Linked DNA regions of Mus musculus: region 2 is linked to region 1. Evidence: chromatin contacts called from public HiChIP or PLAC-seq data. All regions are on one chromosome and are shown on one strand. The core of a region is the stretch at or near the end of the contact, and the rest is flanking DNA. Distances in the headings are between cores, read along the strand shown. Region 1 overlaps Pllp (plasma membrane proteolipid). Region 2 has its middle 8.8 kb from the start of Gm31277.

Region 1 (6,793 bases), core at 3,228-5,727:
CCATGTGACCATTAGACTTTAAGGGATATAAGCTAAGCTCCGTGTTTTTTTCTGTAGCTGTGTGTCATTTAGTACTTTTGTAAAATGAGTAAAATTTGAGGTGTTTGGCAAGAATAATCACTTGATGTGCATTGTCCATTTTAATGTATCTACTGACCTCCGGTTATTGTTGCTTTGGTCTTTTGAGATCAAAGGCCCTCTCTGTAACTGTCAACTCTCAGTGACCTTCCCCTTCCTGCCCCTCCTATAATCAGGGCTGCAGTCAGATGCTGAAAGCACTCAGTAAGGTTTGCTGCTCAGCCTGCCTGGTTAGAAAGAAGGAAGTGGACAAATACAGAGAGGAAATACCGGGGAAGGGCGAAGGGTCTGCAGAGGTGGCTCAGTGGCTGAGAGCCCTTGCTGCTCTTGCCGAGGGCCCTGGGTCAGTTCACAGCACTCGCACTAACTCCAGCTTCAGGGAATCCAGTGCTCTCTTCTGCTTCCTGACACCCAGATAGTGCAAATACATACACGTAGGAAAACACTGCGCAGACATGAAATCAAATAAAAATAATCTTTAAAAACAAAAAGACCCAGAAGGCAGGCAGACTGCAAGAACAGTTTAATATTCTATGTAAGCTTGCTAATTTTGTGTGTTGGTCCACAAACTTGGACAGATGCTATGTGCGTCCTCCAATGGACAAGACAAGGGCAAGAAAGTTAAGAGTCTGGCCCGTGTGACCCATCACTGAGATGCTGCCTTCTATTCCCTGCCTGAGCAGCAGAACCCAGAATGCCTCCCCTAAACCGGCATTCTGAGATTGTACGAGGCATTACGTCAGGCCGTGAGATACCTGATGGGTCTCTGAGAGCTCTGGCTTCCTAGGATTCGCTTTCCTCTATGCCTCAAAATGGGCTAGTCCTCCTGGAACAGGGAGACTTCATTACCTAACCTCCAAAGTGGACACTATGTATATTGACAATCACCAAGACAAGTGTGAGCGGGGACCAAGAGCCAAAACTTGATCTCCTCCCTCTAACAGTATCAAAACACAAGTATCTGATTCTAATTTCATCTTAATTGTTGCCATCTTCTAAAAGGACCAAAAAGTAAAAACCTTAGCAAACATCTAAGACCAGGAATGATAACCCCTTTCCAAACAGATGCTTCCATTTTTATTTAAATTGTAAAAAATAATAATTCCAAACAAGAGTCACCATTAACCCCATGACAGCTCACCAGGCAAGGCCCTGCTTCCTTCTGTCCCTCCTTGGAAGTCCCCTGTGCCTAATCAGCAGCCTGGGGCGGGGGGGGCGGGGAGAACCCTTGCACGGGTGCTAGCTCTCCCAAAGGGGAGAGTTCCACATGAGGGAGGGGACCTAGCGAGCTTGCTGCCATCGGAAACTGTTGTAACCAACAGTTATCAGAAATCGTCCAGTCCCAGAAATCCCAACTCTTCCTATAAAAGTCTCTCTACAGGTGACAGGTTGGCATGGGGCAGGGGAGGGGACGGTGGGACCAGAAGAGCCCGGGGCTTACTTGGCTTGGGGACAAAGATAATCTGTCTTTTGTTAGGGTTATACTGAGGCAGGTCAGAGGCTGAGGGTCTGTTAGTGCATTTAGTGCTGGTGAACAGGGTGGCCCAGCCTGGGCTACTGAAGTTCTCTGATGACAAGGCAGAGCTCCCCAAACCCCATCACCTTCTGCTGAATAAGGGAGGTGGGGAGGATGTCCCCACCCCTGGCTCTTGGCCAGTTCCATCTGTGCCAGTGTAGGCCAGTTCCTCAGGAGTGCTGGAGAGTTTGAGTCCAGTAAGCTTAGGGGGTGACCCTGTGCTAAGACCCAGCCATGGCTCAGGCCACAGCATAGCTGGCTTAGGAGTAGCCCCCAGCCATCTGACTCGTGGCCGCGTTGCTACCCACTCCTCGCCAGGCCTGGAAGCTGAAGAAAGCGCTCACTCCGTAGGCAATCATCACCAGACAAGCAAAGAACTGGCAGGGGAGAAAAAGAGGCCAAGGGGGTCAGTCAGAGAGAGCCAGGAAACCACATGGGGACAGTGACACCAGACCAAGTGGGTCTCCTCAGAGGGACTTGGGGATGGAAGCTTGAGCAGCAGCCCCTTGGGTTAATCAGAGCCACTTGTTCTGGCAGCCACACCCCTTATGCCCACCCACCCATACCACACATCTGGCATTATGTTCTAAGGGTCAGGGGCAAGAACTACACAGGCCAGACATGTCAGATGGTGCCAGGCACAGCACTCTGGAGTGACAGTGGGGTAACTTTATATACATAAGGGACCTAGTGTCCACAAGTAACATTCAGGGCTAGGGATGTGGCTCAGGTAAAGCTGTTGCCCAGCCTCCCAAGGACCTGTGGTTCCAGGCCCAGAACTGAAAACAAAAACAACCAGTAATAATACTCCAGGCTCCCAGGAGTTTTCTGAATCAGTTTTGTACCCTGTATGTGGCGTGTGCTTTCAGAGGCTTGAGTCTCCGTTCCCAAGATGGAGTTCACTAATTTTAAACCACTCTCACCAGGAAGATGGAAGACACCACGCATTGGCTGTCCTGTCCTGGACATGACCACAACTCCAGTTTCCTTCTCTAAAAAAGAACCCATAGTCTCTGCCTTTAGACGTGAACTGGGTAGTGTGAATGGCCGTCTGACACAGTCCAAGTTTGGAATTTTTATAAGAGAATACTAGTAAAAAAAGAAATGTAGACGGAATGTCTAGTGATGACAGCCAGCCTGAGGTGACAATGTGACAGTGTCCACAGTGGATCCCATGCATTCAGGTCCCCTTGAGTTCTGCTGTTCACTAAGGAAGGAGGCCCACTGAGCATCCAGCCAGTGACAACTCAGACAGGAGCCTGTGAGTTCACAAAGGCCTGGGCTGGATACCCTGCAGAAGGCTGGAGCCTGGGACATACTTACAGAGGCAGCTGAGCGCTGGTTATATGGCCGGGAGCCCCTCAGGGATGTCAGATCGACCGCCGCTGCACAGGCGATAAAGGCAGTAATGTAGAGAACCGTGGCAGCGACAAAAAAGATCAGTAACTGTAGGGGGAAGGGCGAGAGGCATAAGCATCCACAAAGAACATCACCACCTTGAAGCCCTGACGGGAAGGCCTGAAGTGTTGGGACGGTGCCACCACAACGAGCCACTTGCCTCTAACCAGCTAAAGAAATGCCATCTCTTGTGTGGCACACGCCATGCCCATGTTCTTCCTATGACCACATCAGCACTTGGCCATGTGCCTGGCCCTCACATCCCTCTGCCCACCAGTGGGAGAAATCTATGACTCCCTTATACTATCCTAAACTCAAGGGCAAATAACAGGGCCAGGGTCCTAGGGAATCTCTACAAAGCACCAAGAAGACTGGATGTGAGCCTTCAGCTGGCAGCGGGGCCTGTTCCATACCCCCAGTGGATGCCTCTTGTCCTCAAACCGGTCTCCAGCCATTTATTGTGCTATACATTTTTAATTGCCAACATTTAAAATTAGATTTCATGTGAAAACTTGAAAATTTCATATTAAACATGTTCAAGATTTCTGGACATAGTGGTACACACCTGTAATCCCAGCATCTCAAGAGGCAGAGGCCAACTTGGTGCATATAGTGAGATGCTATATCAAAATATCAATTAAGATAAGTAGTTGTAGCTCACACCTTTGATCGCAGCACACAGGAGGTAGAGGCAGGCCGATCTCTGAGTTTAAGGCCAGCCTAGACTAGTGAGTTCCAGGTCAGCCAGGGCTACTGAGAAAACCTAGCTCAAAATAAAACAAAACAAAACACCCTCAAAGCTGGGCAGAGTAGCTTACAGGAGCCAGCATGTCAGACACAAAGACAGGAAGACCATGGATTCCAGGTCAGTCGGGCCTACACATCAAAACTGTATCAAAAAAACAAAGCAAACAGCTACCTCAGGGCTGGGCATGTATCTCAGTGTAAAGCTCTGCATTCATGAGGTCCTGGATTTGATCCCTAGCGCCATCAGTACAACAAACAAAATACCTCAAGGCTTGGCACCAGTGGGCCACATCCTCTCAAGGTTGAAGCCGGGCAGAGGCAGCTTCTCAGGGCCAGGTACTTGTTAGGTTTCTAGAACCTTCCTGGCCCAGTTCACTAGTCCATCTTACCTGACCCTTTATATTAAACATGTCCCCAGAGTTGAGAAGGGTCATCACCCAGTTCCTCTCCCAGCTCAGCCCAGCAGCACCAGACACAGCCCCCAGCTGACCTCCTTCACTGGCGCTGTGCTGTGCTGCCAGCCTTGCCTCAGAGACAGAGGTCTCCAGCCTTGTGGAATTCTTCTTTAGGGGCTTGGGATATTCAGAAGGGGGCTAGACCTTTAGCCAGGAGTCCAGCCACCGCCACCTCAATCCCAAATCTTGTCCCCAAGTACAGTGACCACTGCACACCCTGCCCGGCTCTGGCTAGCGAGACCAGGATCTAACAAACCCATTCTGTCTCGGCATGACTCACGTTTCCTCTCGCTAAACAAGCATTGAATTGTAAACAATCGCTGCCTAGTTCCAGCCTCGCCTGCCTTACAATCATGCGCCTCTGTGCTCACTAAAAGGCTCAGACCCAGCTGCATGGGTTTTCTGGGTTCCAGAAAAAAAAAAAAAAAAACCCAGCCAGAGGAGCCTGGCCTGAGACAAACCTGGGGCACCCATTCTCTCCAGAGAGCCAGGGCCTGGAGAGAATGGAGGCAGCTGGCACTGACAAACCCAGACCTCCGAGCTCAAAATTCTGATCCCCCTCAAGAAAGAACAATATCCCAAGATTCCCAAGGATATCTGCAGAGTCAGTCAATAGCCTCTCGATGCTGGTCTCTTCCAAGCACCAAGTCAAACACTCCACTTCCGTCATTAACATACCTTCCCACCCCAGCTCCTCATGTAGCTAAGAGGCAGGAGGATGGCATCACACCCACCCACCTGCCCTCCATTTCACATTTATGGAAGGTCAAGAGGTCCCGTCCTAGCCATTCACAGACGAGAGGACTCAGCCTGGAGCCGCACAGTCCCTGCCCCAAACTCACCACCAACGGCCAGGGCACCATGTACAACTTCATGTGCAGTTGAAACAGGTAGATGATGAAGAAGACGATTGTCACCAGCCAGAGGAAGACAGCGACAAACATGACCCAGCCATAGGCAGGATACAGATGGTATGGGGTGTCAGCAATCAGGGCCCACACCAGCAGCCCCAGTGCCTGTGGAAAAATAAGGGGGAGTTTCTCAGAGCTGAACAGCTCCAGCCGGAGGCTCGGGCCTTGGCCCCCTTTCTTGTTAACTCAAAAAGTTTAGGCTGGCAAGATGGCTAAGAGGGTAAAATGTTTGTCACAAGCCTGACAACCGGAATTCAATTCTGGAACTCAGGTGTAAGGAGAAAAGTGACGACCAGCGGTTGTCCTCCAGCCTTTCTGTGTTCACTGTGGCATGGAACATGGTCACACGCACGTACAATTAAAAACAGCTTCTTCAAAGAAATCTTGACTCCTGTTGTTTACATCTGTGCTGGGCATCTTGTCTGGCCACTCTTCCCCCTTTCAATTCCCATCATGCTGTGTGACAAAAGGCTCTTCCCCGGTGTGACGGTTTGTATATGCTGGGCCCAAGGAGTGACAGGATTAGAAGGTATGGCCCTGCTGGGTAGGGTGTCATTGTGGGTGTAGGTTATAAGTCTCACATTCTAGCTGCCTTGAAGTCAGTCATCTGCTAGCAGCCTTCAGATGAAGATGAACTCTCCGCTCCTCCTGCACCATGCCTGACTGGATTCGCCTCCGTTCTTGCCTTGACGATACTGGACTGAACCTTTGAACCTGTATGTCAGCCCCAATTAAATGTTGTCCTTTATAAGACTTGCCTTGGTCATGGTGTCTGTTCACAGCAATAAAACCCTAACTGAGACACCCAGGTCCCCAGATAGTACCACCCAAGGTAGGAACGGTATCTCTCTCATAGAGTATATGCTCCTCATACCAGAACTGCCCACAGCATTCCAGGGGCTTGACTTTGCCACAGGTGCAGAAAAAAAAAAAATGCTAGAAGCCAGTCAGGGAGGCTAATACTTGTAATCCCAACACTGGAGGAAAAAAGAGACTTACGAATGAGTTCAAGGCAAACATGAGTCATAGGCCAGTCTTGCCCACATGAGCCCCTGTTTCAAAACAAAACTCTGTCTCAAAAAAAGGGGTGGGGGGAGTAGTGGAGAGATGGCTCAGTGGTTAAGACTGGCTGCTCTTCCAGAGACCCTGAGTTCAATTCCCAGCAACCACATGGTGGCTCACAACCATCTGTAATGGGGATCTGGTGCCCTCTTCTGGTGCGTCTGAAGATAGCAACAGTGTACTCATATGTAAAATAAGTAAATCCTTAATAGATAAATAAATAGATAGATAGACAGAAAGGGGAGCGTTTCAAGATGGCTCAGCAGGTAACAGGACTTATTGCCTAAGCTGGAAAGCCTGACAACTTGAGGCGGCCCCTCCCTCCAGAACCCAGAGTGGAAGAGAAGAGCCAGTGGGATGGTAAGCCACGCCAGGAAGCTTGGTGGGTAGAGTAGCCAGGTACCCCCACATCCCCGACTGAGTGTGTAGAACCTAAAAGCATGGGCTTTGTTTAAAACCCGTTCCTCTTCCACCTGCACAACTGCGCAGTGCTTCCTTACCTCATTCGTAACAGTGCAGGGACCACACCCACCTGAGACAGCTACTCAAAGCTCAGTTTTATACTTGAGAGTGACGGTCAGCCTTATGTAAATTTCTCCCCCCTCGAGTCCTGCCACAAAGCACCA
Region 2 (6,409 bases), core at 2,225-4,724, 530 kb after region 1:
CACCCAAAGAGGACATTGGGTCCCATTACAGATGGTTGTGAGCCACCATGTGGTTGCTGGGAATTGAACTTAACCCCTCCCACATTATTACACTTCATTTAGTGTGTGTAGCTGTAACAACATGTAAGAATGGGGGTCACAGGATAACCTGAAGGGCTCTCCCCTCTTACTGGGTGTGTCCCAGGGACCAAACTCAGGTTCTCAGATCTGGTGGGACTGCCCACCAAACGATCTCGCCAGCCCCCAACATCATTATTTTTTTCTTTCTAGATTCCACCTAGAGGTAACTAAAGGCTTGTGTCTTAGGGTTTCTATTGCTGTCCTAAAACACCATGACCAAAATTAACTCGGGGAAGGAAGGGTTTATTTCATTTTACAGCTTGTAGTTAGTCATCCCGCAAATCCAGGGCAGGAACTCAAGACAGGAACCTGGAGGCAGGAGCTGATGCAGAGCCCGCGGAGGGGTGCTGCTTACTAGCTTGCTCCCCATGGTTTGCTCACCTACTCTTTTGGTTTTTGTTCTTGTTTTTCAAGATAGGATTCCTCTGTGAAATCCTGACTGTCCTAGAACTAGCTCTGTAGATCTGGCTGGCCTTGAACTCAGAGATCCACCTGCCTCTGCCTCCCCATTGCTGGGATTAAAGGTGTGAGGTGAGGAACCACCCAGTTTTTCAGCCTGCTTTCTTTCTTTTTTTTTTTTTTCTTTTTCGAGACAGGGTTTCTCTGTATAGCCCTGACTGTCCTGGAGCTCACTTTGTAGACCAGGCTGGCCTCGAACTCAGAAATCCGCCTGCCTCTGCCTCCCGAGTGCTGGGATTAAAGGCGTGCGCCACCACGCCCGGCTCAGCCTGCTTTCTTATAGTACCCAAGACCAACAGTCTAGGGATGGCACAACCCACAGTGATCTGGGCCGTCCCCCATCAATCATCTGGCAATAAAATTCCCCACAGGCTAAATCGGTGTGGGCATTTTCTCAAATGAGGTTCCTTCTTTGCAAATGACTCTAGCTTATATCAAGTTGACATAAAGTTAACAGGTACAGCTTTCAATAGTAGAGTTACTCGAGATGAAAAAAAAATAGTTCTTCAGGGCTGGTGAGATGGCTCAGTGGGCACAGGCTAATGCTGCAAAGCCTGGCCGTCTAAGGTAGTTCCCAGGACCTCCATGGTGAAAGGGAAGACGTGAGCCCCAGCCTCCTTACAGAGGACCACACATATGCACATCCTATACCTATACAAAATAAATGAACGGGTGTAAGAAAAATATAGTGCTTTAGGGCTGGAGAGATGGTTCAGCGGTTAAGAGCACTGACTGTTCTCCTGAAGGTCCTGAGTTCAAATCCCAGCAACCACATGGTGGCTCACGACCATCTATAATGAGATCTGATGCCCTCTTCTGGTGTGTCTGAAGACAGCTACAGTGTATTTACATATAATTAATAAGTAAGTAAATAAATAAATAAAATATAGTGCTTTAAACAAGCCCTGGTGGGCTTACTCTGTGATGCAGCACATGGAGCACTTGCCTAGCACACAGGGACCATGGGACCGGTCACCAACACCTTGCAGACACTGAGTCAAAGGCATGGAATCTGTAGCAATAGATACAGAGCAAAAACCAAGGGCCTGTGCTTTGACACTTTGTTTTGCCTACACTTGTATGTAACTGCTGCTGATATTCAGTGGCAGAAACAGAGCTTTCTGACTCCAAATGAGTGGAATCAGGGGATGCTTCACACGGGTGCAGAGACGTCATTATTCTAGGGAAATGACGGGCAATTGAGTAGAATAATTTCAAGAGGATTGAAGACTAGTGATCCTAAAGTCATAAGGCAGTGTTTTATCCTGAAGTTGTGTTCCCTGGAGTGAATGAAGTATGGATGGAACTGTGCTGGGGTCCAAGCAGGAGCTGGCGAGCTGGCAAGCTGGTGAGTTAACATGCTTGCCATCTTATCCCCAAAGCCTTGGGGCAAGGAAAACTGTTCTCTAACCTCCATGCATGTGCCTGTACCAACAGATATCACTCACACACACACACTAATAATAATAATAATAATAAATAACTAAGGCAAACCCTAACTGGGCATAATGATGTTACCCCTGTGGGCCCAGCACTTGGAGTTTGAGGCAGGAGGATCCTTTGTTCAAGGTCAGTTTAGGCTACAGAGGGAGACCCTTTCTCAAAACAAAACCAACAAAATGGCTTCTTCCAGTTGCCTGAAGAATATGGCTTAGACTTTCTTTTCTTTCCTTCCTCTCTTCATTTCATTTTTTCATTCTTTTTTCTTTCTTTTTCTTTCCTTTTTTTTTTTTTTTGGACAGTTTTACTACGTAGCCCTGGCTGTCCTGGAACTCAGTAGTTCAGGCTGGCCTCAAACTCACAGAGATCTGTCTTCTTCTGCCTCCCAAGCACTGGGATTAAAAGCATGCACCACTATGGCCAGCAGACTTGCTTTTGTAAGTAACCCAGACCTGAAACAACATGATTCTGCCCACTTGACCTGACACCTCTGTCAAGTTGCTGCCTCTCAACACTGTTAAGAATGGCAACTACATAGCCGGGCATGGTGGTGCACACCTTTAATCCCAGCACTCGGTAGGCAGAGGCAGGCAGATTTCTGAGTTTGAGACCAGCCTGGTCTACAAAGTGAGTTCCAAGACAGCCAGGGCTACACAGAGAAACCCTGTCTCGAAAAAAAAACCAAAAAACCAAACAAAAACAAAACAAAACAAAAGAATGGTGACTACATTTCTGTGTGATCTTTGGAAGAAAGGATACAAACCACAGCAGGGCCTCACCAAATTGGAGCAACATCTAGACTTGCTAAAGGGACTGGAGGTGTAGTTCAGTATAGCTCAGCCCTTGCCTAGCTTGCTCCAGGTCCAAGGCCAAGAAATAAACCAATGATAAGGCGTCATCCACAAATAGGACAGTGGCGATGAGAGCAGAACCCAGGGAAGTCTAAGTGATAAGACACTCATATGAGTGCAGTGTACAAAAGCTCGGGAAAGAGAGAAGATCTGTGGCTTTCTAAAGCAGAAAACATAAAGACTCGAGTCAGCACTTAGCAGATACTACAACGCCTACCAGAGGCTAAAGCAATGGATACAATGATTGCCTCATTTTGTTACTTTGTCCTAAAACTTACCTCTGGTAATAAATACTCCTCTAGTCAATTGTCTTTACACTGACAAACACCCAAGGTAAAGTAACTACCGAGTAGAAGGATTGGGACTCCTCCCAGCTTTGGGTGCTGTTAATTACACCACAGCTGCTGCGTGTCACCTGCTGACAGATTTACTACAGCAGTAACGCTGTTTTCCCATCGGCCATGCCATGCCGATATTTTTAGCCCTGGCTTATTAGAATTGGGTGGGTGCCCTGTGATTCCCCCCGCCCCTTGCCTCTGAGCTGGGAATCCGTGACTCAATGTCCTTATTCTGCTTAGTTTATTGTCTGCAGAGGAATTAGTCATTTCTGGGCGACGACAACTGCAGCCTGCAGTGGACAGTTCAAATCTGAGTCACAGTTTTCAGCCGTAAGTGTAGTCATCGTGTGATGTTCATGAGCAAGCAGAAATAAACAATATGCCTCCTTTATTTCTGCCCCTCCCCCCACAACACCCCCGCTTCTATCCTTTCATGTAAATGCCACAGGCTGATGGTGACAATACAAAGTCCCCTCTCTGGGCTTCAGTGGCTCAGCCATCTCTTCTTAGCACTCTCCTTCCTGGCAGACACTGCTTACTGATGGATCTGCTGAACGCAGTCCAATCTATTATCCTCCAGTGAACTTTAACTGAGATACATCTCACTCTAAAGCTTAAGCACTTAAAATCTGAGGGACAAACAGCGGTGCAGTAAGCAGAAGCGAGATGGGAAAAACAGTCAAATTTCAAAAGCAAGGCACGGAAGTCAGAGAAACGATGAGACGGAACGAGGCGGTCTACTGACATGGGGAACCAGGCGGTCTACTGACACTGGGAAAGCGGGCTGAAGAGTGTCTGCCCATGGATATGAGGTCAGAAAGTGCAATTCTAGACTCTGGTGTCGTAGGGCAAAGGAACACATGAGGAACACGTGGAATCTCATCACAGAAGCTGGAATAGCAGTGCATGCCTTTAATTCCAGCACGTGGGAAGCAGAGGCAGGGTAGATCAAAGTAGGGTTCAAGGCCAGCCTGGTCTACAGAGAAACACGGCGGGACCCAATGTCCAAACAGCTGGAGAGATGGCTCATTGGTTAAGAGCCACTGGTTGCTTTTGTAGAGGAGCTGGGTTCAATTCCCTACAACCATGTGGCGGTTCACAACCATCGGTAGCATGGTGGCTCATGACTGTCTGTAACAAACTGTCAGTTACAAGAGATCAGATGTACTCTTCTGGCCTATGTGGGCGTGAGGCACACAGGTGGCACACATATGTACATGTAGGCAAAACATTTACACACATTAGAAAAATAAATATTAAAAAGCAAACAAACCGGCTTCTTTAGTTAGCCGTTAACCAACAAGAGCTCCTCACTCAGAACCGAACCCGCCAGTGATGATGCAGTTGTTATGGGTTCTGTTTTGGGCAGGTGACCATGGCTCTTTTTGACCCTTTGAGTCAGGGTCTTTACAAGTAGCCTGAGCAGGTCTTGAACTTAGGTCCTCTAGCCTCAGCCGTCCAGTCCTGGGGTGATAGCTGTGTACCGTCACATGTGGCTATTTCCTTTTTTTTTTTTTTTAAAGATTTATTTATTTATTATATGTAAGTACAATGTAGCTGTCTTCAGACACTCCGGAAGAGGGCATCAGATCTTGTTACAGATGATTGTGAGCCACCATGTGGTTGCTGGGATTTGAACTCAGGACCTTCGGAAGAGCAGTCGGTGCTCTTAACCACTGAGCCATCTCACCAGCCCCGTGGCTATTTCCTGGATGACTTGTTTGGATCTGTCTGTCTGCAGTGCTTTAGGTTTTGTGCAACCGCTCTGCCCTCCATCTTTCTTTAAGGATTAACTCTCTGGGTTTCAGAAATTAGGAGGTCTGAAACCTGGAGGCCCTACTGCCCTGGGGGTGGGGGAGCTCTGTAAATACCTGATAATTAGCTCTTCAGGCATGTGTCTAGTTAATTGCTTTCACTGGAAAGGGTGACAAAGTCCTTTACTTCTGAGACAGGGACAAGTGGCTGCATCTGAGCCTCGGTCCCCAGGTCATTCCCCAAGGGCATTCCTGAGCTGCCACTTTAGGCATTTACATGCCAAATGGCACACGGTTCCACACTTTAAAGAACTCTGAGTTTTGGTGTGGTTTCCAGACAGGGTTTCTCTATGTAGTTCTGGCTTTCCTGGAACTCACTCTGTAGACCAGGCTGGCCTTGAACTCAGAGATCTTCCTCCCTCTGCCTCTTGAGTGCTGGGATTAAAGGCCTGCAACACTACCACCTGGCTAACCTCTGAGTTTTCAAGGCAGTCTGGAGTGACTTCACACCAAAGAGCTGGCACTATGAATCCCTTTCACGAGGGAAGATGAGGATAGCTACTTTTCCTTTTTGTATTTTTAGTTATATTTTATATTTTACCGTATCTGTGTGTTCTTATGCACATGGGTGTATGTATGTCTTGGCATTACAAGTGGTCATCAGAGGACAGTTTGAGTTTCCTTATCTTTCACTTCTGGTGTGGTCCATAGCCTGTGTAGATCAGCCAGAAGGCCTATGGTGTGTGTGTGTGTGTGTGTGTGTGTGTGTGTCAGGAGACGGCAATGCATTAATTACTTAACATCCAGACAGAAGTAAATAAGATGAATGGGAGGAGCCGCAGCAAGCCAGCCCCTTCTCTCCTCCCTCTGCAGGTGCTTAGGACGATGGAATCTTACCAAAGAGTATCGATGCCTCATGTGGACCTACAAAGGAGCTGGCTGCCCTGCTTTGGACACCTGCTTGTCTCTGCTTGTGGGCCTTTCCATCACCGAGTGTCTATCTAAATACTGGGGAGAGACGAGACTGATAGGAAACACCTCCAACCCCAATACTCAAGCAGCTGAGGCAGGGGGATCATGCATTTGAGGCAAGCCTGGGCTACGAAGCTCAAGGCCAAAACAAATGGGTACAACCTAACCTGTTTCATTCTCCTTTAAGGCTGAAAGCACACAGAAAAGAGTCGCAGAGGCATGCTCTTGTCGGCTTCTACAATGTCCTGTTCCAGACCTTCAAACAAACAAACAAACAAACAAACAAACAAACAAATGCCTGCTTTTGCTTGGACTGCAGGTGACTCCCAGGAAAGACTGCCTCCCGGAAGAGGACACTCATCTGTGCTGGTGAACTGAATCCTGGAGCAGGACCAGTTCTGCTACCTGGAGCTACCTCCTGGGAGCTCGCTGGTTCCACTGCTGTTACCACTGTGGCCAGCAGCTTATGTAGCAC

The links. HiChIP or PLAC-seq counts read pairs in DNA pulled down with a chosen protein or histone mark.
Region 2: a FOXA1 HiChIP or PLAC-seq map of pancreatic cancer cells shows a contact between it and region 1. The contact joins two enhancer-like sites. A contact is called at or near these places in 1 of 39 promoter capture datasets (pre-B cells) and 2 of 115 datasets of contacts at active chromatin or transcription factors (bone marrow-derived macrophages and pancreatic cancer cells).

What each region holds. Positions count from the first base shown.
Region 1 is chr8:94,674,309-94,681,101 of GRCm38.p6, forward strand. It overlaps Pllp (plasma membrane proteolipid), which reads right to left. Exons shown (of 4, transcript NM_026385.4): 2 at 5,037-5,210; 3 at 2,918-3,040; 4 at 587-1,971. The coding sequence ends at 1,855. It overlaps Arl2bp (ADP-ribosylation factor-like 2 binding protein), which reads left to right. Exons shown (of 6, transcript NM_024191.2): 6 at 1-149. Among named protein-coding and RNA genes, the nearest start is that of Arl2bp, 11 kb to the left of the region's middle. Within about 2 kb of position 4,478, at least 105 of the 459 cell types and tissues checked have an H3K27ac peak or open chromatin away from gene starts, as enhancers often do. A contact at or near this core is called in pancreatic cancer cells, where this site is marked.
Region 2 is chr8:95,206,742-95,213,150 of GRCm38.p6, forward strand. No RefSeq gene overlaps it. Among named protein-coding and RNA genes, the nearest start is that of Gm31277, 8.8 kb to the left of the region's middle. Within about 2 kb of position 3,475, at least 73 of the 459 cell types and tissues checked have an H3K27ac peak or open chromatin away from gene starts, as enhancers often do. A contact at or near this core is called in pancreatic cancer cells, where this site is marked.